Regions from separate parts of the Sus scrofa genome. Here regions 1, 3 and 4 are each linked to region 2. The links are chromatin contacts, called in public Hi-C and HiChIP or PLAC-seq maps. All regions are on one chromosome and are shown on one strand. Each heading gives the region's core, a stretch centred on a gene start, on an enhancer-like site or on the middle of the called end of the contact. The rest is flanking DNA. Distances are from core to core; before and after follow the strand shown. Region 1 holds the start of CCDC153 (coiled-coil domain-containing protein 153). Region 2 holds the start of CCDC84 (coiled-coil domain containing 84). Region 3 holds the start of ABCG4 (ATP-binding cassette sub-family G member 4). Region 4 holds the start of DDX6 (probable ATP-dependent RNA helicase DDX6).

The links. A called contact is a pair of places that touch in the nucleus more often than the background predicts. HiChIP or PLAC-seq counts read pairs in DNA pulled down with a chosen protein or histone mark.
Region 1: a contact with region 2 is called in a Hi-C map of embryonic fibroblasts, with 4 times the contacts expected there. The contact joins the promoter of CCDC153 here to the promoter of CCDC84 in region 2. A contact is called at or near these places in 1 of 5 promoter capture datasets (fetal liver), 6 of 47 Hi-C or Micro-C datasets (embryonic fibroblasts, heart right ventricle, liver and 1 more) and 2 of 2 datasets of contacts at active chromatin or transcription factors (alveolar macrophages and skeletal muscle).
Region 3: a contact with region 2 is called in a Hi-C map of fetal liver, with 1.7 times the contacts expected there. The contact joins the promoter of ABCG4 here to the promoter of CCDC84 in region 2. A contact is called at or near these places in 1 of 47 Hi-C or Micro-C datasets (fetal liver) and 1 of 2 datasets of contacts at active chromatin or transcription factors (alveolar macrophages).
Region 4: a contact with region 2 is called in an H3K27ac HiChIP or PLAC-seq map of alveolar macrophages. The contact joins the promoter of DDX6 here to the promoter of CCDC84 in region 2. A contact is called at or near these places in 1 of 5 promoter capture datasets (fetal skeletal muscle), 1 of 47 Hi-C or Micro-C datasets (liver) and 2 of 2 datasets of contacts at active chromatin or transcription factors (alveolar macrophages and skeletal muscle).

Annotation. Positions count from the first base shown.
Region 1 is chr9:46,410,570-46,415,443 of Sscrofa11.1, forward strand. It overlaps CCDC153 (coiled-coil domain-containing protein 153), which reads right to left and starts at 1,867. Exons shown (of 7, transcript XM_021062967.1): 1 at 1,138-1,867; 2 at 776-857; 3 at 40-105. The coding sequence starts at 1,140.
Region 2 is chr9:46,227,577-46,232,837 of Sscrofa11.1, forward strand. It overlaps CCDC84 (coiled-coil domain containing 84), which reads left to right and starts at 2,834. Exons shown (of 11, transcript NM_001244396.1): 1 at 2,834-2,991; 2 at 3,124-3,287; 3 at 3,711-3,809. The coding sequence starts at 2,872. It also overlaps the pseudogene LOC110255442.
Region 3 is chr9:46,361,828-46,366,458 of Sscrofa11.1, forward strand. ABCG4 (ATP-binding cassette sub-family G member 4) reads left to right here and starts at 2,719. Exons shown (of 15, transcript XM_013979467.2): 1 at 2,719-3,357; 2 at 4,075-4,339. The coding sequence starts at 4,102.
Region 4 is chr9:46,061,133-46,066,244 of Sscrofa11.1, forward strand. It overlaps DDX6 (probable ATP-dependent RNA helicase DDX6), which reads right to left and starts at 2,125. Exons shown (of 13, transcript XM_021062947.1): 1 at 2,012-2,125. It overlaps LOC106504894 (proline-rich receptor-like protein kinase PERK2), which reads left to right. Exons shown (of 2, transcript XM_013979478.1): 2 at 1,458-2,255. The coding sequence ends at 2,255.

The sequences.
Region 1 (4,874 bases), core at 617-3,116, 180 kb after region 2:
TTCCACCTCTACTGCTCCCAGAATTTCCACCCTTCTTACCCAAGTTGTCTCGGAGCAACTCCTTTTCTAGCAGTGCCAGCCTGTGCATGGATTCAGCCTCCACATCTGCCCTGGCAAGATGACAGAACTTCAGCTTAACAGGAGCTCAGCCTCCTTACTCCCTTTCCATCCTCACCTCACACTTGGGACTTTCTTTTTGCCAGAGATCTGAGGACTGCTCAGTAAGAGATCTCTGGAGTTCCTGTCATGGCTCAGTGGAACTGAACCCAATTAGTATCCATGAGGACGTGGGTTACGTCTCTGGACCCACCTAGTGGGTTAAGGATCTGACTTTGCTGAGAGCTGTGGTGTAGGTTGCAGATGCAGCTCAGATCTGTGTTGCTGTGACTGTGTATAGACCAGCAGCTGTAGCTCCAATTAAACCCCTAGCATGTAAACTTCCATATGCCCCAGGTGCACCACCCCCACCCCCAAAAGGGATCTCTGATGGCAGAATCTCATGAGTTCAGTGCCCAGCACATAGTAGGTTCTCAAAAGATGTGTAATGAACATACAAGGAAGGCAGAGAGCCAGAAGCAGCTCAGGGGAGGCATGAGTGCTGATTTCCCCACATTCACAGCTTCATGGAACCGAAATGTGAGGCTATGCAGGGGAAGGTCAAGGCAGCTCTGTCTTGTCCTGCAGAGGCTGAATTCTCTCTGAGGGACCTCTGCTTGGTCTCTGAGACAGAACATGGAGAAGCAGGGGGCACCCATCTCCACACAATCTGACTCACCAGCACCTGCATTCTTTTTCTTCTTTTGTGCTCCAGCTTTTGTCCCTTTTTCTTTGGTCTTACGTGGCATCTCCTTGCTGTCCTGGGGGAAGGAAGGAACTTACATTTAGGTCTGGACATGAAGTTGCTCTCCTGACCCCCCCGACTGAACCAGGAGTCCCAGAGGCAACTCCAAATCTGTCTTTTATACTTTACAGAATCTTTTGTTCTTGGTCTCCTCGGAAATTTAGACGAAGCTAGGGCCAGTGGTAAGGATGGAGCTGTTTCCCTTTACCATTCAGGCTCTTAGTACAGAAATCATTCCGCTCAATTATCTTTCAGAGAAAATAAATCTTATTACCTGGTCCCTTCCCTCTTCTCACCATCCTTACCCTGCCTCTTCCTTCCTGCAAGATCCTCTCTTGCCTCTGTTGTGTCTCCCTGTGGTGCAACCACTCATGAGGAGAGGCAGAGGGAAGGCCCAACCAGCTAGGAGCCTGAGAAGGAGACTGGGTACTGGGAGCCAATCCAGAGTGGCAAATTTCCTTCAAGGGCGGGGCTGAGAACCAGAGGGTTGGGTTTCTGGAGGCTACATGTTGTCCAGGCAACTGGGAAACATGAGGTTCATAGGAAGGTGGAATGGGATATATACAAAGCTTAAAATACCAAGGTCTCAAAGGGTCAATTCTCTTCTTTCCCCCAAATCCTAAGTGTAGTTTGAAGAGAAAGGGCTTTGGAGCTGACTAGCTATAATTCACTTCCATGTAGCACTGCCTGCAATTTGAAGACTCACAAATTACAGATTTACACGTCTGAAATGGCACTTCCCTGCCGATTCAGAGGAAAAGGACTGATGGTAGCCATTTTGGTCAACTTACACCCCAGGTGTAATCAACTAAATGATATTTTTAGGCTTAAAACTGAAGATCCCCTTCAGCAAGTCATTCTGTGGTATATGAGGGAAAAACAAGCAGGAGAAGGTGGTCCAGAGAGTTTCCCATTTCAGAGAAATGAGACGCAGAGAAGAGGCAAATTCAGGACCTCAGGATGCTGACACAGAGATGCTGGTGGAGAAGGAAGGGCACTGATTAGAGGCAATTGCTGTGAGTTCTTATCCCTTCTCCGGATACGTAAACTTGGGCAAGTCTTTTGATCTTGCTTGGCTTCAGTTTCCTAGTCTTTAAATCCTTGATTTGGGGAGTTCCCGTCGTGGGTCAGTGGTGATGAACCTGGCTAGGATCCATGAGGATGCTGGTTCAATCCCTGACCCCGCTCAGTGAGTTAAGGATCCGGCATTGCCGTGAGCTGTGGTATAGGTCACAGACACGGCTCAGATCCAGCGTTGGTGTGGCTGTGGTGTAGGCCAGCATCTGCAGGTCTGCTTTAACCCCTAGCCTGGGAACTTCCATATGCCAGGCGTGCGGCCCTAAAAAGCCAAAACATAAACCAAAACCCCAATAAAAATTTTTTTGATTTTATAAATCTTGAAAGGCTTGGGTTTTCACCAGGTATTTATAGGGCTATCTTTTTTCACGGTGACTTAATATACAGACTCTCTTCCCCTATTCCCTCATGTGGTTGATTTTCACACAGGTGCCGAGAAAATAGCTTGCTTGGCTCTGCGGTATTAAGTTGATTGGGGCTCCCTCTAGTGGACTTATTTGACCTTCTCCGGAGTCTCCTACATTTTTCTATTTAAATCAGTTAGTAAGCAATGTGGGGGTGCCTCCCCCACTTAGGGATAGTTCCTAGCCTCTTCCGGGAGTCATGAGTAGTTGGAAAAATCAGTCTGGGGAAGGGAGAATGGTGGGGGCTTTGCCCTTGTCAGGCAGCCCTCCCTTCACCCCACCCTCCTCCAGCCCTTGCTGCTGGGAGCTTTGTCATCCATCTGCCCCCTGGATCTCTGTTTACCACACTGGCTAGAATGAAAACAACAGAAATTTTAGGCCTTTCCCCCTTGTGGATTAAGGGAACTATAGACTCTTCTTCCTTCTTTCTTCTGTTTTTTCTTTTTAAGGGCCGCACTCTCGGCTTATGGAGGTTCCCAGGCTAGGGGTCGAATCAGAGCCATAGCAGCAGCCTATTCCGTAGCCACAGCAATACGAGATCCAAGTCGCATCTGCAACCTACACCACAGCTGGCTGCAATGCTGGATCCTTGACCTACTTAGTGATGCCAAGGATTGAACCCACAGCCTCATGGATACTAGTTGAGTTTCAAAGCCCCAAGCCATATTGGGAATACCCAGACTCTTTCTTTAGATATTTCTCCCTATTTCTGTCCCCCTCAACATTTTTGGCCAAATGCCTGTTGTCAGGAACCGATCTGAAGAAATAGCCATGAGGTTTGGGGGAAAGAAAAGTCCTTCTAGGGATCAGGTAGATTTAGGCAGAAGCTGATGCATGTTTATTTGTCTCCTCATGGCTGCAGGGTACTTCTCAGACTCTGTGGAGATTTTACAGAGTAAAGGAAAGAACTGGTCTTGTTCTTCTAGATGTGAATAGTTCCTGTACTTATTTGCAGATAACCTGCACATTTCCTAAATCTGGAAACAAGTTTTCTTCTAATTTCAAAGCATGTTTTCCATTTATCCCCACCCCCACCCCCAAGATCCCTCTCTCCCTGCCTAGGAATGCAGTAGAGATTGCTGTCCTGGTCCTTCTCATACGGAAGCCTATTTGGGGAATTTTCCAAGGGATAATTAGTGTCTCGGTATGCTGATGCACAGTGATATATTGAGGATAGAGATTACAGAATACAAACAACATCTCATGCCGCAGAAGAGCATTTACTTTTCAAATATGTTCAGTCAACCGACTTTCAGGTGCAGAATGAGGATGTGGTTTGGGGTGAAGATGAAATGGAATAAGAAGAGTGCTACATGTCACATGATGTGATACAAACTGAGCCAGCTCTAGAATAATCCAGGAATGAGAATGGCACTGTGAGCAACAATTCAATCTCTAGGACATTTTGAAAACAAGCCAAGTGAAAATTGTGAGAAAAAAGTCAATCTTTCCTTTTTTTCACCTATAAACCTCAGTTTAGAGGTAAAAATAGGAAAGATCATTTCAGCAGAACCCTGTCTTCCTTTGAAGAGGATCCTATCCAGGAGTTTTAAGGAGATACACAGGAGAGATTCTACTGCATTCCAATGTGAGAGATAAGTCATTGCATATGACTTATGGATAAGTCCATTGTGTATGGAAAGAAATATGGCTTACTGCAGCAGAAGCAAAGGACAAATTATATATTACATATTATTATAACTCTATTCTATACAAACCATACTGAACATAATATAAATGGTAAGACTTAAACTAAGCCAGAGATGTGGATGTGACCTGCAAGCTCATACACAGCTCCAAAGATTAATTTCTTGCCTATACTCCATTAAATCTAGGATTTGACTATGAGGGGAAAAAGTACCCTTGTGTATCTGCACTGTGCCAGCTACTGTGGAAGACCAGAGCCAATAAGATAGTATAGCATGGGAGTTCCCATTGTGGTGCAGGGGAAACAAATCCGACTAGCAACCATGAGGTTGCAAGTTTGATCCCTGGCCTCTCTTAGAGGGTTAAGGATCCAGTGTTGACGTGAACTGTGGTGTAGGTGGCAGCTGCAGCTTGGATCCTGTGTTGCTGTGGCTGTGGTGTAGGCCAGTAGCTGTAGCTCCCATTAGACCCCTGGTGTGGGAACCTCCATATGTCAGGGGTGCAGCCCTGAAAAGCAAAAAAAAAAAAAAAAAAAAAAAAAAAAAAGGATAGTATAGCATAAATTAATGTGGTAGGTGAGAAATAAATGGTTCTGGAAAGTTTGAGGGAAGGATTATTTCTATCTAGAGTGTCTGGTAAGGAGGACAATATTTGAGTTGACTATGAAGAATGGCTTGAGGAGTTCCGTCGTGGCACAGTGGGAACAAATCCAACTAGGAACCATGAGGTTGCAGGGTTGATCCCTGGCCTCACTCAGTGGGTTAAGGATCATGCCAAGAGCTGTTGTGTAGGTGGCAGGCGAGGCTGGGATCTGATGTTGCTGTGGCTGTGGTGTAGGCCAGCAGCTGTAGTTCTGATTGGACCCCTAGCCTGGGAACCTCCATTTGCCAAGGTGTGGCCCTAAA
Region 2 (5,261 bases), core at 1,584-4,083:
TCCTAGTCGGATTTGTTTCCACTGTGCACAACAGTAACTCCACAATTTATTTATTTATTTATGTTTGTCTTTTAGGGCTCCATCCACAGCATATGGAAATTCCCAGGCTAGAGGTTGATTTGGAGTTGCAGCTGCCAGCCTACACCACAGCCATGGCAACTCAGGATCTGAGCCACATCTATGACCTACACCACAGTTCATGGCAACGCCAGATCCTTAACCCACTGAGTGAGGCCAGGGATCAAACCCATGTCCTCATGGATACTAGTTTGGTTCATTACCACTGAGCCACAACAGGAACTCAAATAAATAAAACTGTCCCTTTGCCTGTTTTGTAGCTTGACCCTATTAATTAGCAGACTGTTAGCTGCATGCTTCCCAGGCTTCTTCCTAGTTGTGGGCATGCTGACCACTTAATTTTAATTAAGTTAACATCTTGATGATTTTAACAATTTGACGAACATGTGTAGAACTTTTCTGCTAGTTTGAACAAGTCAGGTATGACCAAGACACATCTCTGCACTTCAGGAGATTCTTAACTACTGGGCTTTCCACTGGCTGCTAAACAAAAAGCAATAGGATGAGCAAAGGACCTTGGAATTGAAAATAAACTCTGCAGTATCCACTCTAGACATCTTCACAAAAGGGATGACATTTCATTCATTCAATCATGAATTGATCTAAGAGCTTATAAATAGATTGAAAGCTTACCACATTCCAGACAAAGTCACCAGCCGTATGGAAATTTCATTCTAGTTCATCTTTCAGAGCCCTATATAATAGAAAGAATTTATCAGGCAGAGGGAACCAAAGGCTAGAGATGCTAAAGTACACAGGAGCAAAAGGACTGCAGGACTATTGCCTGGAGGAGAGTGTGGAGGAGGGAGGGGGAAGGGGGAACAAGTGGGAGACAAGACTGAAAAGGAGGTTAGGAAACCTAGTGTTAAAAAATCATGCTGCAAAATTTAGATATTTCCTGAAGGCTGTTTAGAGACATTAAATTAATCAGGAAAGTCACTTTAGAGACTTTAAGACCAGAGTCTGAGTATCCATGAGGACGCAGGTTTGATCCCTGGCCTTGCTCAGTGGGTTGGTGATCCAGTGTTGCTGTGACCTGCAGTGTAGGTCACAGATGTGGCTTAGCTCCCAAGTTGCTGTGGCTGTGGTGTAGGCCAGCAGCTGCAGTTCCAAATCAACCCCTAGCCTGGGAACCTCCATATGCCACTGGTACAGCCCTAAAAAAAAAACAAAAAACAAAAAAAACCAACCAACCAACCAAACAAACAAACAAAAACGGAAAATGGATCACATATGGTAGAGGCCTGAGTGTAAAGGGAAGCTTCAACAGGAAGTCAAGACCTGAAGGGGAGTCTGACTACTTTCTGGGTCTGAATTATGTAGTTGACTGTATACACCCACAGACATTGTAACCCATCCAGGTTAATGCACCAGCACCAGCAACAAATCTTTTTTTTTTTTTTGGCAGCCAAAAAAAAGGCATAAGATCCTAGGCCAGAGATTGAACCTGCACCACAGCAGTGACTCCAGCCACAGCAGTGACAACACTAGATCCTTAATCCACTGAGCCACCAGAGAACTCCACCGTTAACAAATCTAAGGAAAGCTAGGGACACCATACCAGCTTTATTTGCTCATCTTTCAAGTAAGGTCTGGGCTAGGACCCAGTCTTTTTTTTGGAGGGAGCTCTAGGGTAGAGATGATAGTCTGGGGATTTTAGCCCTGTGAAGGAGCAATTTACCTTAGGTCTGAAAGGAGATAGGAAGGCAGTTGACTCTGGGAGAAGTGGCTTATGAAGAATTAGTAAAATTCCTCTAGATTAGCAGGTTTACCGTTTTTTGTTTTTTGGGTTCCTTTTACTGCACCCTGGGCAGGCGGAAGTTCCCAGGTCAAGGATTGAAGCTGCACCACAGTAGAGACCAGAACTCTGGGTCCTTAACTTGCTGTGCTATAAGGAAACTCCGAGCATGTTTACAGATTAAAAATGTCTTCTCTTAGCAATGATTCTGCAACCTTTTTGGCTTTGCCATTACATCTTTACAGGAGCAATGCTCAGAACACCCCATGGTGGTATGAGTGTGATTAGGTCTCAGATTAGGCCTTCAGTTTGTGTTCCCAACAGCCAGCTGGTACTGCCTCTGCCACTTTACACCTGTGCAACCTTCCATAGAATTACTTCCTCCTTCACGCCTCAGTTTCCTGCTTGCAAAATGCCAGTAAGGATAGTCATCCCATTGGGTTATTCTGAGGATTACATGAGGTAGTTTTTTGGGGGGGTTTGCAATTTTTTTGCTTTAGCATATGGAAGTTCCCAGGCTAGGGGGTCCAATCAGAGCTGTAGCTGTTAGCCTACAGGATCCGAGCCGTGTCTGCCACCTACATCACACCTCACGCCAACCGGATCCTTAACCCGTTGAGCAAGGCCAGGGATGGAACCCGCGTCCTCATGGATCCTAGTCAGGTTCATTACCCGCTGAGCCACGAAGGGTCCTCCTACGTGAGGTAGTTAACAAAAGCTTTGGACACACACTGAGCACCCTATTAAACACTAGTTATGATTGTTACATTGTCTGTATTGGTCCTTGTCTGTGTCCCAACCTGCGCGCTCTTTCCCCGCATCTGCACAAGCGAAATCGACCACCTCATCCGAACACACAGCACTAGGTGACTAGACGACTGGCTGGGTTTGCGCGCCGTGAGGCAGCCAGGAGAAAACCCGCGCAGCCGCAGAAGGGCTTGCAGTGGCGCCTGCCCTCCACTGGGGGCAGATGGGTTCGCCCCGCCCCCTAGAGGTCAGAGGTCACCGGACGGCAAAGGAGCAGCTCCGCATCGCGGATCCCGAGTCCCGCGCCGATGGCGCCGGCGCAGCGCTGCCCTCTTTGCCGCCAGACTTTCTTCTGCGGTCGCGGGCACGTCTACAGCCGCAAGCACCAGCGGCAGCTGAAGGTGGCTTTGGAGCGGCTCTTGCCGCAGGTGCGGACAGGAGGCCGGAGGGGACCATGGAAGCCCGGGGGCGGGGATGCGAGCGAGCAGGGAGGGCCGGAGGGCTTGGGATCTGAAAGTCCCGCCGGGGTTCCACTTAGCCTCTCCCCCTTTCTGCCACAGGTAGAGGCTGCCCGCAAGGCGATCCGCGCCGCTCAGGTGGAGCGTTACGTGCCCGAGCACGAGCGCAGCTGCTGGTGCCTGTGCTGCAGTTGTGAGGTGCGGAAACACCTGAGCCACGGAAACCTGACCGTGCTGCACGGGGGGCTCCTGGAGCATCTGGCCAGGTGAGCGCCGTGTCAGGAGCCGCATAACAAAATCGAGCACACTTGTGGAAGGGAGGGTTTGGGGTGGGTGAGAGGAAGAACGCTTTTGTGATTTGATCAGGGTAGATAATTGAATCCTCTTATAGGCATCAAGGGTAGCAAGTTTATGGCTGCCATGGTCCCAGTGGTGTTGGAGGTCTAGCTCGAAAGCCAGCTGAGCAGCTGCCTCAGACAAGGTTGCTGCCCATCACTTCCTCTCAGATTCTTCCATTTTTATTGGGAGGAGACTGGAGATGCTGGAAGAGACTACTAACAGCATACATCTCTCAGCCTTGCCCAGAGGCAGAAACCCAGACGTCAATTTGCATTATTTATTTAATGCCTATATATCTGAGTAATATTCTTTAATCTCTCATTGAGATTACTTATCCTCTCCAACCTCAGCCCAGAGCACAAGAAAGCAACCAACAAATTCTGGTGGGAGAACAAGGCTGAGTTCCAGATGAAAGAGAAGTTTCTGATCTCCCCCCAGGATTATGCACGGTAAGTCCCTGGTTATGAATGATTAAGTGGCAGAGTGTGGATTTTCTGGGTCTGTGTTAGGTACTGGAGCTTCGTCTATTCATTAGAAGTATGGTGGACCTCATTAGTATCCATTTTCTTCGTAGCACTCATTCTAGGCACTATTTTGGACACAAAAAAACTATGACAGAGTCCTTGAAAGGTTTATAATCTAGTTAGGGCATGGGATTTAGTGTATTGAGCCAATAGAGAACAGCATGTAATGAAAGTTGGCAGTAAGCAATTACTTAATGTGTGACAGAGAGACTACTAAGGTCCTTTAGGAACAGAAGAGGCTATTTTCTTCCTTTTTTCCATTCTCCTTTATTCTAAAAACACCTAGTTTGTTGCAACCTCATAGATCAAAAAATAAAGTCAGAAAAGGGTGTGGGGAAGATCTTTGTAATGTGCAGGGGTTGGGAAAGGAGAAACGGTTGGTAACCCGTCCTCTCCTTGCACACGCAGCCCTGGCTAGGCAGTAGGGGATCTGAGAAGGAAATAGGCAAAGATCTAGGGTTGCTGAGGGTTGGAGGCGGCCCCTAAACACAGAGCTTACCCCAAAAGCCCCTTCAGTGCATGACAGGGAAGATGAGATTCAGAGATGGAAGCAGCAAACAGAAAAATCAAGTTAGCAGTTACACAGGAGAAGTGGAGTCATTATGGTAAGGAGCTTAAAGAAGGAAAAACTAGGTAAAGGGGCAATGAGAAGTTCTCCTTGAGACAACCCCCACCCCACCCCACCCCCGCAAGGGGGAAAGAGAGGTAGGAGCCAGTTTGCCTGTTAACTTAATATTAAATTGGGAGTGGGAGTTAACAAGGAAAGTTATTTCAGGGGATGATTTCTCACCCTGTACAAGAGAAGCTGAGGGGCCAGGCCCGGCCCCTCACTAGTCAGCATGGTGGTGGGATTATGGGGAGGGGGAGTCCTCAGGGCCCTGTATAGCTGGGCAGGGAGGCCCTTCAGCCCTTCATCCCACATCCCTTGAAGCCTTGTGCCAGTGAAATTCCAGAGGGCACTGCTGCCAGAATCGGGATGTCTCCCTCTGCCATTCATTGTTAAATGTGGCCTCACTCTCATCCAGGATGTAATCCTGCTGCTTCTCCTGGTCTCCTGTGCGGTGGTTTCAGGGAGCACTGGAGGATGTGAGCCTGGTCTCGGAAGTGACGTCCCATGGACATCTGCTCCAGTCCACTGTCCGAGTCCTGTGCAGTCCCCCATCTCCAGGATCCCACCTGGGGCTCAGCGCCTCTGATGTTGCCTGGTAGACCTTGGAGGCACCATCGCCATGTTGAAGTAGATGATAGTGGAGGATGACAAGGTCTGGCAGTTGCCTCCAGCTGTCATGTGCTCCATGTTCCCAATCATGTCCATGAAGCCACCCCACCTTCCCAGCATCCTAAAGTGGCATGTTGCCACCAGTGATGCTGAGGAAG
Region 3 (4,631 bases), core at 1,469-3,968, 130 kb after region 2:
TTGCTGTGGCTGTGGTGTAGGCAGGCAGCTGCAACTCTGTTTCAGCTCCTAGCCTGGGAACCTCCATATGCCGTGGATATGGCCCTAAAAAGACAAAAAATAAATAAAGTAAAATAAAAAAATAAAAGGACTCTTTAAACAACAACAACAACAACAACAAAACCAAATAACCTTCTGACTCCAAATTCAGGACATGGAAGATATATTCACGAGTTGGGGAGAGGGAGTTCCCATGGTGGCCCAGTGGTAAAGAACCCCACTAGTGTCCATGTGGATGCAGGCTCAATCCCTGGCCTTGCTCAGTGGGTTAAGAATCCTGTGTTGCCCTGAGCTATGGTATAGGCTGGTGACTACAGCTCAGATTCAACCCCTAGCCTGGGAACTTCCATATGCAGTGGGTGCGACCTTAAAAACACCAAAAAAAAAAAAAAAAGAACGAAAGAAAAAGGAAGGGGGAGAGGGTAGCCTAGAGAGTGGGGAGGCTCATTCTAAAGAAGAGAGAGGCCTTTAGTGAGTGCATGGCAGAACCCTTAATCCAGGGAATGGAAGGTTCATCTGGGGCAGTGGCTGCCCTTTACCTACTCAGTGGGATCGATTGGGAAGCTTTTAAAAATGCTAATGCCAGGATGCCACCTTAGAGATCAGAATGAACTGTTCAGAGTATTATCTAAACAGCTCTTGAAAGTCCCAAGTGATGTCAACTTTCAGTCAAGGCTCAGGACCACTGCTCTGTGGCAGGGGAGTGAATCCCACAGGGTGGAAAACTGATAGAAGGCTTGGAAATGTTGGCCTCTGCAGGTAGGAAAGGCTGTCCTGAGGAATGGGGACAGGGTCTTCCTAAGGAAGGGCAGAACATTTTCCTGAGACCTGGGAAGTCATATGCCAGGGAATGGAGGGGAGTGTCACTCGACTCTGACGAGCCTGTCTAGAAAATGAAGGGAGACAGTCTGTTTGAGAATAGGGTTCCCAGAGGCCTTATAGCAGAGCGGGTAAAGGCCAGGACTTTAGGGTTCAAGCCCTGTTCTTCTCCCAACTGAGCATGTCCTCTGGGGTACATTACTTAGCCTACCTATGCCTCAGTTTCTTTATTTCTTTTTTTCTTTTTAGGCCTGCACCTGCAGCACATAGAAGTTCCCAGGCTAGGGGTCAGATCGGAGCTGCAGCTGCCAGCCTATGCCACAGCCACAGCAATGTGGGATCCGAGCCGAATCTGTAACCTACACCACAGCTTACGGCAATGCTGGATCCTTAACCCACTAAGGGAGGCCAGGGATCAAACCCACATCCTCATGGATACTAGCTGAGTTCTTTTTTTTTTTTAGAGACTTTATTTTTTGTTTGTTTGTTTGTTTTTGTTTTGTTTTGTTTTTTGCTTTATCTAGGGCTGCTCCCACGGCATGTGGAGGTTCCCAGGCTAGGGGTCGAATCGGAGCTGTAGACACCGGCCTACACCAGAGCCACAGCAACGCGGGATCCGGGCCGTGTCTGCAACCTACACCACAGCTTGCGGCAATGCCCACTGATCAAGGCCAGGGATTGAACCCGCAACCTCATGGTTCCTAGTTGGATTCATTAACCACTGAGCCACGATGGGAACTCCGAACTCCTCTTTATTTCTAAAGAGATGTTGAAATACCCTCCTCATAGGGATAGTGTGAGCATTAAATGAGATAATGCAACTCTTGGGGCGGGAAGTCCACAGCAGAGCACTGGAGGTTGGTGCTCTGGAGCATGGGGTCGAGGGTGGGGGAAGGTAGAGAGAATTGGACCTAACATCTGTATAAAGGAGTTCCTGTCATGGCGCATCAGAAACGAATCCCACTAGGAACCATGAGGTTGTGGGTTCTATCCCTGGCCTCGCTCAGTGGGTTAAGGATCTGGCGTTGCCATGAGCTATACTGTAAGCCAGTAGCTGTAGCTCTGATTTGACACCTAGCCTGGGAACCTCCATATGCCGCGAGTGTGGCCCTAAAAAGCAAAAAAAAAAAAAAAAAAAAAAAACCAAAACAAAACCAGTGTGAAATTCTGCCACAGGATGGGGCCTGGAAATGTCCTGCAGGGGCCGCCAGCCTCCAGGCTGCGGAGAGGCTGGTGGGGCAGGGGGAGGGGAACCAGGAGGGGAGAGGTTTGACTGCTAGTAACCTCTCATCTGCTGCAGTAAGAAGAAGCCTCAGCGGTGGCAGCATCACCAGCAGCGTCCCCTCCCATCGTCTCTGCTGTGTGACAGGTGGGAACTTAAAAGCTCAGGTCACATGTCTCAGTCAGCTAACCTACTTACCCCTTGAAGACTGGGGCCAGGGCAGGCAGGGGCCAAGAGGAATTGCCTGAGAAAGGAGCAGAGCAGGAGAAAGCCTCAAGAGTGCTCTGGGGATCTACATTTGAAGGCTTGTGGGATGAGGGAGAGAAGGCACGCATGTCAGTGTTCTGGGAGCCCTGTGTGTAGGCCTTGGCACACAGGTGCCTCCAGCATCAGGCATTGCCTGTCTTAAGGGCCCGAATTTGCCCGGGAGAATAAAGATTTCCACCATCAGAGCAGGCTCAACTCTGGGTACCAGTTTAACCTTGGAGCTAGCTGCCTGCATGCTCCGCCAAAACGGCCACCTTCCGTCCCTTTTAAACTAGTCTCTCCCTGAGAGAGGGAATGGCTTGGGGGGAGGGCTGGGGGCGGGGTGCGGTTGTGGGCTGTGGGGGTGGTAGTATGGAGGAGGTTCCAAGACTTGCTTTCAAAGCCGTTTTATCTAGTTTGGGGATTCGAGGGCGGAGGTGTGTGTGCCTGAGCTCAAGGGCCAGAACTGAGGGAAATCGATGGGGGGGGGGGGCAGTGCAGACAGTCTGACAGCTTCGCAATCCCTTGAGAGTGATGGAATCTGTACCCCCTCCCCCATCACCATTGTATAGTCTATAATCCAGGAAGCCGTCCCCTCTGAGTGACTTCAGTTCTCCTTTCCTCACTGCCCCCAAGTCTGCCCTTCGCCACCAGTCCCCAGTCCTGGGTCCACAATTGCACCAGCTCCGGCACCCTGCGTCGCTGGCTCGGCTCTCCCCTTCGCCATCCTCGCTCCCAGCGGACTGAGGGGCGGCGCGGGCCCTTTAAGAACAGCGGGACCCGGGAGCAGCAGCGGAGCAGAGCGCAGTCGCCCGGCTGGTTCGGGAGGACACAGCGCTGAGGGGCTCAGGGAACCGGGTGTGCGCGGCCGAGCGGAGTAGGGGCGCACCGCAATCACCCCTTCCCAACCTAGTCATCTCTCCTCCGACTTGAGGCCCGGGCCCTCCCCTGTCGCCTGCCCCGCCCCGGCCCCGCCCCGGCCCGGCCGCCGGGACCGGGAGCCGGGACGCCGGTGCCGCAGCCTGAGGCAGGTAAGGAGGGCCCAAAGTCTCCATCCTTGGCCCGTGGCCGCGCTAAGCATCCCGGCTCCAAATCGGCCCGGGAGCGCGTCAAGGTGACCAGGCACGCGGGAGGTGAGAGGAAGTGAGCCCGCCTTGAGGGGCTTAATTGGCAGTGGGGGTTTTGAGTCCGGGTGGTGCGCCGATCTTTGGGGAGAGCCCAGGTCCCGCGGACCCAGGGGCGCCGGCGGGAGGGGCCGGCCGGGGCGTATCTCCTAGGGATGGGGAGGGGGACGCAGCGGGAGGCTCAGAGCCTGCTCTTCCACCGCCTTTGCCTGGTCCACCCTGCGCTCACCCTGCTACCCTGACCTCCCAGCAGGCAACCTCCGTCGGCCACCCCTTCTTTTTTCCCCTCCCCCATCTAGTCCCCAGGGGCTGCTGGCCTGCGGGGTAAGGAGATTAGAGCCTCGGTGGGGAGGAGGGAGCGGGCGAGGGCTTTGAGGGACCGGGCTGGGGCCAGGCTGGGGCTGGGGCTGCCCGGGACCGAGGAGAGGTGTGGACTGAACGTTGCTGCGCGGGAGTAGTGGTCGGCGGAGGGCAGGTGCTCCGGCGGTGGGCTGTAGGATGCTCCCAGTAGCCGATCTACCCCGAGGAGGCGGGGACTGGGGGCGAGGGCAGCATTAGAAAGCAAGGGCGCTTTGAGCCAGGGATCGAGGTCTGCCCGAAACTGAGCAGGCCCTCTTTCTGCAGGCCGGCGGCGGCGGCGGCGGCGGCGTGATGGCGGAGAAGGCGCTGGAGGCTGTGGGCTGTGGACTAGGACCTGGGGCTGTGGCCATGGCCGTGGCGCTGGAGGATGGGGCGGAGCCCCCAATGCTGACCACGCACCTCAAGAAGGTGGAGAACCACATCACCGAAGCCCAGCGCTTCTCCCACCTACCCAAGCGCTCAGCCGTGGACATTGAGTTCGTGGAGCTCTCCTATTCCGTGAGGGAGGGGCCCTGCTGGCGCAAACGGGGTAAGGGAGCAGCCTGGTGGAGAGCATTGGGCCCCCAGGAGCTGCCCCTTTGGGAGCCGGAGGCCTGGGTGTCCCCGTTCTGCAAATTCTGCAGGATGGGGCCCACTAAAATGACCCCTCACTCACTGTGGGCACAGCTGAGGTGCCACGGTCTGCACCGCCCCTACACCTGTAAGCACTATGGGACACTAGATTCAATGGGTTATTGAAACTTTCCTCTTCTAAGTTGACACTATCACCTCTGGTCCTTGAGGAGTTTTCCTTCTTCCTTCCAGGGTAGACTCCTGTCTTT
Region 4 (5,112 bases), core at 875-3,374, 170 kb before region 2:
TTTAGTATAACACTTTTCAAAAGGCATATCCCAACTTGAAATAGCACTGCTTTTAAATTACAAAAACACAAAAAGGAATTTACTTCTATTAAAAAAAAAATCTGTGAGAGGCTAAAAACACTAGTAACTTTGATCAAACTCTCCAGGAAACCCAGAGTACCAATTAATAGTTAAATTTTAAAAAACTATTCCCCAATCAAATTATTTGTAAATAAAAACTTAATTTAAAAGCCAGGCAGAAAAAGCCAGAAAATAAAGGCCTGTTTGGTTTGTCAACTGCTTTAAATGTTTTACCAAAAATACACTAGCTTACTAGTTAATGTTTTCTTGCCATATACCGAGATTTCTCAAACTATAAAATCTTTTAAAATACTCTTTGAGGTTTTTTTTTTAAATAAAAATCAAGCTGCTCAAAAGCAAATCTTGATCATCACATACACAAAGCTGTCTATTTCCACGTCTCCCAAGAAGCTGAAAGTCCTCTTAAGCAGAGGGTGGTTAACAGCCACCTAATTTCAGTTCAAGGTAGTAAGTGGTTTCCAGTATTGACAGGTTTATATTATGATCAGCAATACCAGCTACTTCACACCAGAAGACTGGTTTGCAAAGCACTAAGAGGATGAAGAAGGCAACCTCTAAAGATTAAATGATATCATCACTGTCCATTATACACACAAGACCTTCTATCTTCCTATATCCAAAATGTGACTATGTGATAACTGCTCCCCTCTTAATTAAGCTAAAGCCTGCACTGCAGCTTTATGTCTCAGGAAAGGAAATATTCCTCCTACCCTTTCTCAATTTAGATTTGCAAGTTATATTTCTACATTTTCAAAAATACGAACGACACACAGACTAGTTGGGAGGAGCCCCTAGCGGAGTTAATTACAGCACTTTCCAGATCGTAGTTAGCAACTGACAGTTTCACACGCCAAACTGTACCGTCATCTCCAAAAAGACCTTTTGTTTGCAAATGCAGCGCAGTTTCTCTAAGCTTGGTGTGCAAGTTAGAGTGACTGTTCTATTTTGAAGGGATGAGGGGACTGTCGAAGAGAAAGGGGACTGGGCGATAAGGGAAAGAAACAAGCCAATGATTCGAGCTCCCTAATTGTAGGGAAATCATTTCTTGCTTCTATCTTCTCACCCCCACCCAAAAAAACCCACACACTTCAAGTCAGCTCTCTGGACCCATAAACACAAAAGGGCTGGAGCCCTGCAATCGTATCTGCGCAACAAGAGCAGGGAACCAGCTCCGCGGGTAGGGAACAATAGGGACTCCCCCAAAAAGGCCCCAAAGAGAAACCCTTAAGTCAGAAGGCCTGTTCTTTTCTCCAAGAATCCGGGGCTCCAAGATCACCGCCTTGTTATTGACCTACACGGCCTTACTCAGATCAAACAGCCGGTCCTCTTCCAAACCAAGCTCTCCCGACACCGCATATCCCTGCCGCCCCCTATAGGGCCGCCTTTTACCCAGTAACCTCCACCATCTCCCTAAGTCCTTGCTGCCTCCTACGGTCCCACCTTCCCTCATCTTCTACAAAACTCCTCTGCGAACTTCGCCCGCTCCTTCTCCAGACCCTGTCGCGCACCACATTGCTCCATCCTACTCCTCCCGGGCGCCCCCACCCCACACAGCTGCCGCCCGCCACCCGCCTTCCTCCCCAGGGCCCGGCCAGGCCTCAGGCCTCCACCTCAGACCCCCTTTCAGAGCTGCCGGGGGGCTACCCGCAGCCTCGGCGTCAACGCCGACCTCCACCCCCCCGCCTCACCCCACTTCCCGCGGCTCGAGCCCGAGTCCTACCACCGAGGCCACTCCCGCTCGGCACCCCCGGTCCTTTATTGTTGACTCGAAGCTCCCAAAATGGCGGCCGCTCCTTCCTCCTCGGAAACCTCCGCCCGCCCCCACCCGGCCCCTCGCTTCGGCCTCCTCCCGCCCCGCCCCCGCTCAGCTGCCAGGGCTGCACTGCCGACCAGCCAGCGCCTGCCCGCTCCCGGGGCCGTCCAGCCCTACCTCCGCCGCTGCCCGCGCTCAAGGCGCCGTCGAAGCCGCCGCCCGGACTGAGCTAACTCGGCTCCCCCGCTCCCTGCCCCCCTCCTCCCTGCGTTCTCCGCATGGCGGCCGCTGCGGCTCCTCCTCCGCGCAAGATGGCGAGACTCCGGCCGCCGCCGCAGCTGTGTCGGCCGCGGCGTCTCAGTCTGTCCTGCTTCGCGACAGGACAAATCCTGGCCAGGGAACCTACCCGAGGAGAAAATGAAGGCCTGTGCTTTCCTACGGATCCGGGACTCACGGGGCCCCGGTGGAGGGGAAGTCGGAAGGGAAATACGGCTCCCTTTCTGAAGGGAAAGGAGGGCTGCTCTTTCTACAGCTGAGGAGAAATGATAGGGGAATGGTCGCTGGGAAGGGTCCCCCTAGAGTGGAAATCGGGAGCGTGGGACCTGAGGAGGATCTGCTTTTTCCTGACCAAAGACCGGGTAGCGGCTCGGGGACGGGAGAGCTGACCTGACATCTCCCGCGGGCGAAGGAGGCTGCTGCAGGACCGAGGGGTCGCGTCCGAGCCCCTCCGGCCTCCATCCAGGAACACGCGGAACCAGTAGTCTGGAGGCGCCAGCGCGCGCCGGGGTTTGGGCACCGGAAGGGGGGCCAGCCGGGACCGGTGCAGCGGGGAGAACCCCGGGGAGCGCGCGGGGCTGGGGACAGGGGGCGCTGTGTCAGGGCAAGCGGGGGGTGGGGGAGACTGTAGAGGCGGATCTGGCGCGGGGGTGTTGGGATGCTGAGTAGCCAAGGTGCGACCACGGCCGGAACCCGGAGAGCGAGCCTCAGGAAAGAGAATGGGACACTGGGGCAGCGATCCTCCTCGCTCTGCTCCAAAGAGCAATTCTCAGAGAGGGAACCAGGGAGGCCTAGCCTCTCCCAAAGGAAAGAAACACTGAGTCAGTTATTATAGGAATAAGAGCTCTGCACATAAATGGGGAACCAGAAGACCGAAGGCGACTCCCTTTCCAGATTGACCCTCATCAGAAAGATAATTATGTATTTATACCCATAAATATTTTTCACATCTGAATGTCTCCGTTTATCCTTAACAAAAATAACAGGAATGGACTCTTGTTCCAGGTAAAACAAGAACTGGAAGCTAGAACGTTTAAGTTAGGTCCAGGGAAAATATAAACCTGGGTCTCACCCAGCTGAGAGACAATATACAGGGCAATGACCAAACCATGTGTTGACGACCCTCAACTTCTGCTTCCAGTAGCACGAGAGGCGAAACCACAGCCTCTGCAGTGACGGAAGGGGCAAAAAACTTCGTCGTTGACTGCCAGCTTCCCGAATTTTTGCCCCTGCTCCCAACTCGGGACCAATCAGAGAAAGCCAAATATATTCCCTCAAACCAATCACTTAAGATGCCCAGTTTCTAGTTAGCCCGCCTCCAGCTACCCCGTGTTAACAACCTCCAATCAGAGCATACCCTGAAGCTTTACCGCCGCCCCCTGCCCTTTTTTTTTAATTTAATTTTTTTTTTTTTTTTTTTTTTTTTTTTTAAACTGCCGGCCTCTAAGTCTACCAAACTAAGAGAAGGCGGCTGGCTCCCTTGTTACAGCAAGCTTTGAATGAATAGCCTGTTCTCATTGGTGGTCTTCGTTTATTTTATTTCCACACAGCCTAAGGAAAGGTGGTAGAGAAGTGTGAAAAAGCTGTTCTTGAGATTTTTTAATTCCCTTTAATTTGTTCATCTAAATTTGTAGTATGTGGTCTCCCACCCAGCTTTTAAAACATCCACTCATTTAAGGGAATAACTGGCATCTTGTGCCCATCCCGGAGAAAGAATGGCTAAGTGGTTCTTTAAGAAAATGTTGAAGTATGAGGCCTCACTGTCTTTCCAAGTAGCAGGAATGTGAAGGGGAGGAGAGCAAAAAGGGAGTGGGAGGGAGGAGAGCCTAGGGATTTAAAACAGGCCACAGCCCGCTCAGGTCTCTTTCCCTAGACCGCTCAGACCAGCCAAAGGAAAGGGATGTGTTCATAAATAAACTGTTACCTTCAAAGGGGGCCTGACTGAGGTCTTGACAAAAACCAAAAGTGAGGTGCCATTTCTTCTGCAGCCAAGAGCAGAATATGAAATAGCTGCCTATTCTCACCTAAAAATCTGCCAGGGTTAAAACCTTTCAAGAGTCTGCATAATATTGTTATAAGATTGTCAGATATCCCTCCAGTTTGTTTATGTCAGCCCTTTTCAGCTTTCCGATGAGAAATATAGATGATATAGAATTAAACTATTAACCCTTGGCCCTTTTCTTCTTGGTTCATAGATCCGGTGGTTGATAGATCCAATTCAACTATCTCAAGATCTTTTTTTCTCCCTAGTTCAAACAGATTAATAAGAACAGTAGAAAAATATGACACAGGTGAATTATTTGATAGTGCACGTAGTATCTTTATAAAATGTTTCTTTCAAGTATTGCATGAGGAGTTCCCGTCGTGGCTCAGTGGTTAGAGAACCCAACTAGTGTCCATGAGGACTCAGGTTCGATCCCTGGCCTCGCTCAGTGGGTTAGGGATCCGATGTTGTGACCTGTGGTGTAGGTCGCAGACGAGGCTCGGATCCCGAGTGGCTGTGGCTGTGGCTTAGGCCGGCAGCTACAGCTCCAATTGGACCCTTAGCCTGGGAACCTCCATATGTAGTGGGTGTAGCCCTAAAAAGACAAAAAAAAAAAAAAGCATTACGTAAATCTTTGACCACATTGAGTGTAATAGTTCAGGTGAACTGTGGTATATATGGTTTCTAGAGGGATAGGTTTCTATCCCCAGCGAAGTCACCTGATAATTGTATAATTGTTGTAAAATGTTTCCCAAAATGTATTGGTCATTTTTGGTCTATTTAGGGCCGCACCTACAGCATATGGAGGTTCCCAGGCTAAGGGTCTAATTGGAGCTATTGCTGCGGGCCTACACAAAAGCCACAGCAACGCCAGATGTGAGCCATGTCTTCGACCTAGACCACAGCTCATGGCAATGCTGGATCCTTAACCCACTGAGCGAGGCTAGGGATCGAACCCACAACCTCATGGTCCCTGGTCTGATTTGTTTCTCCTGCGCCATGATGGGAACTCCTGTAT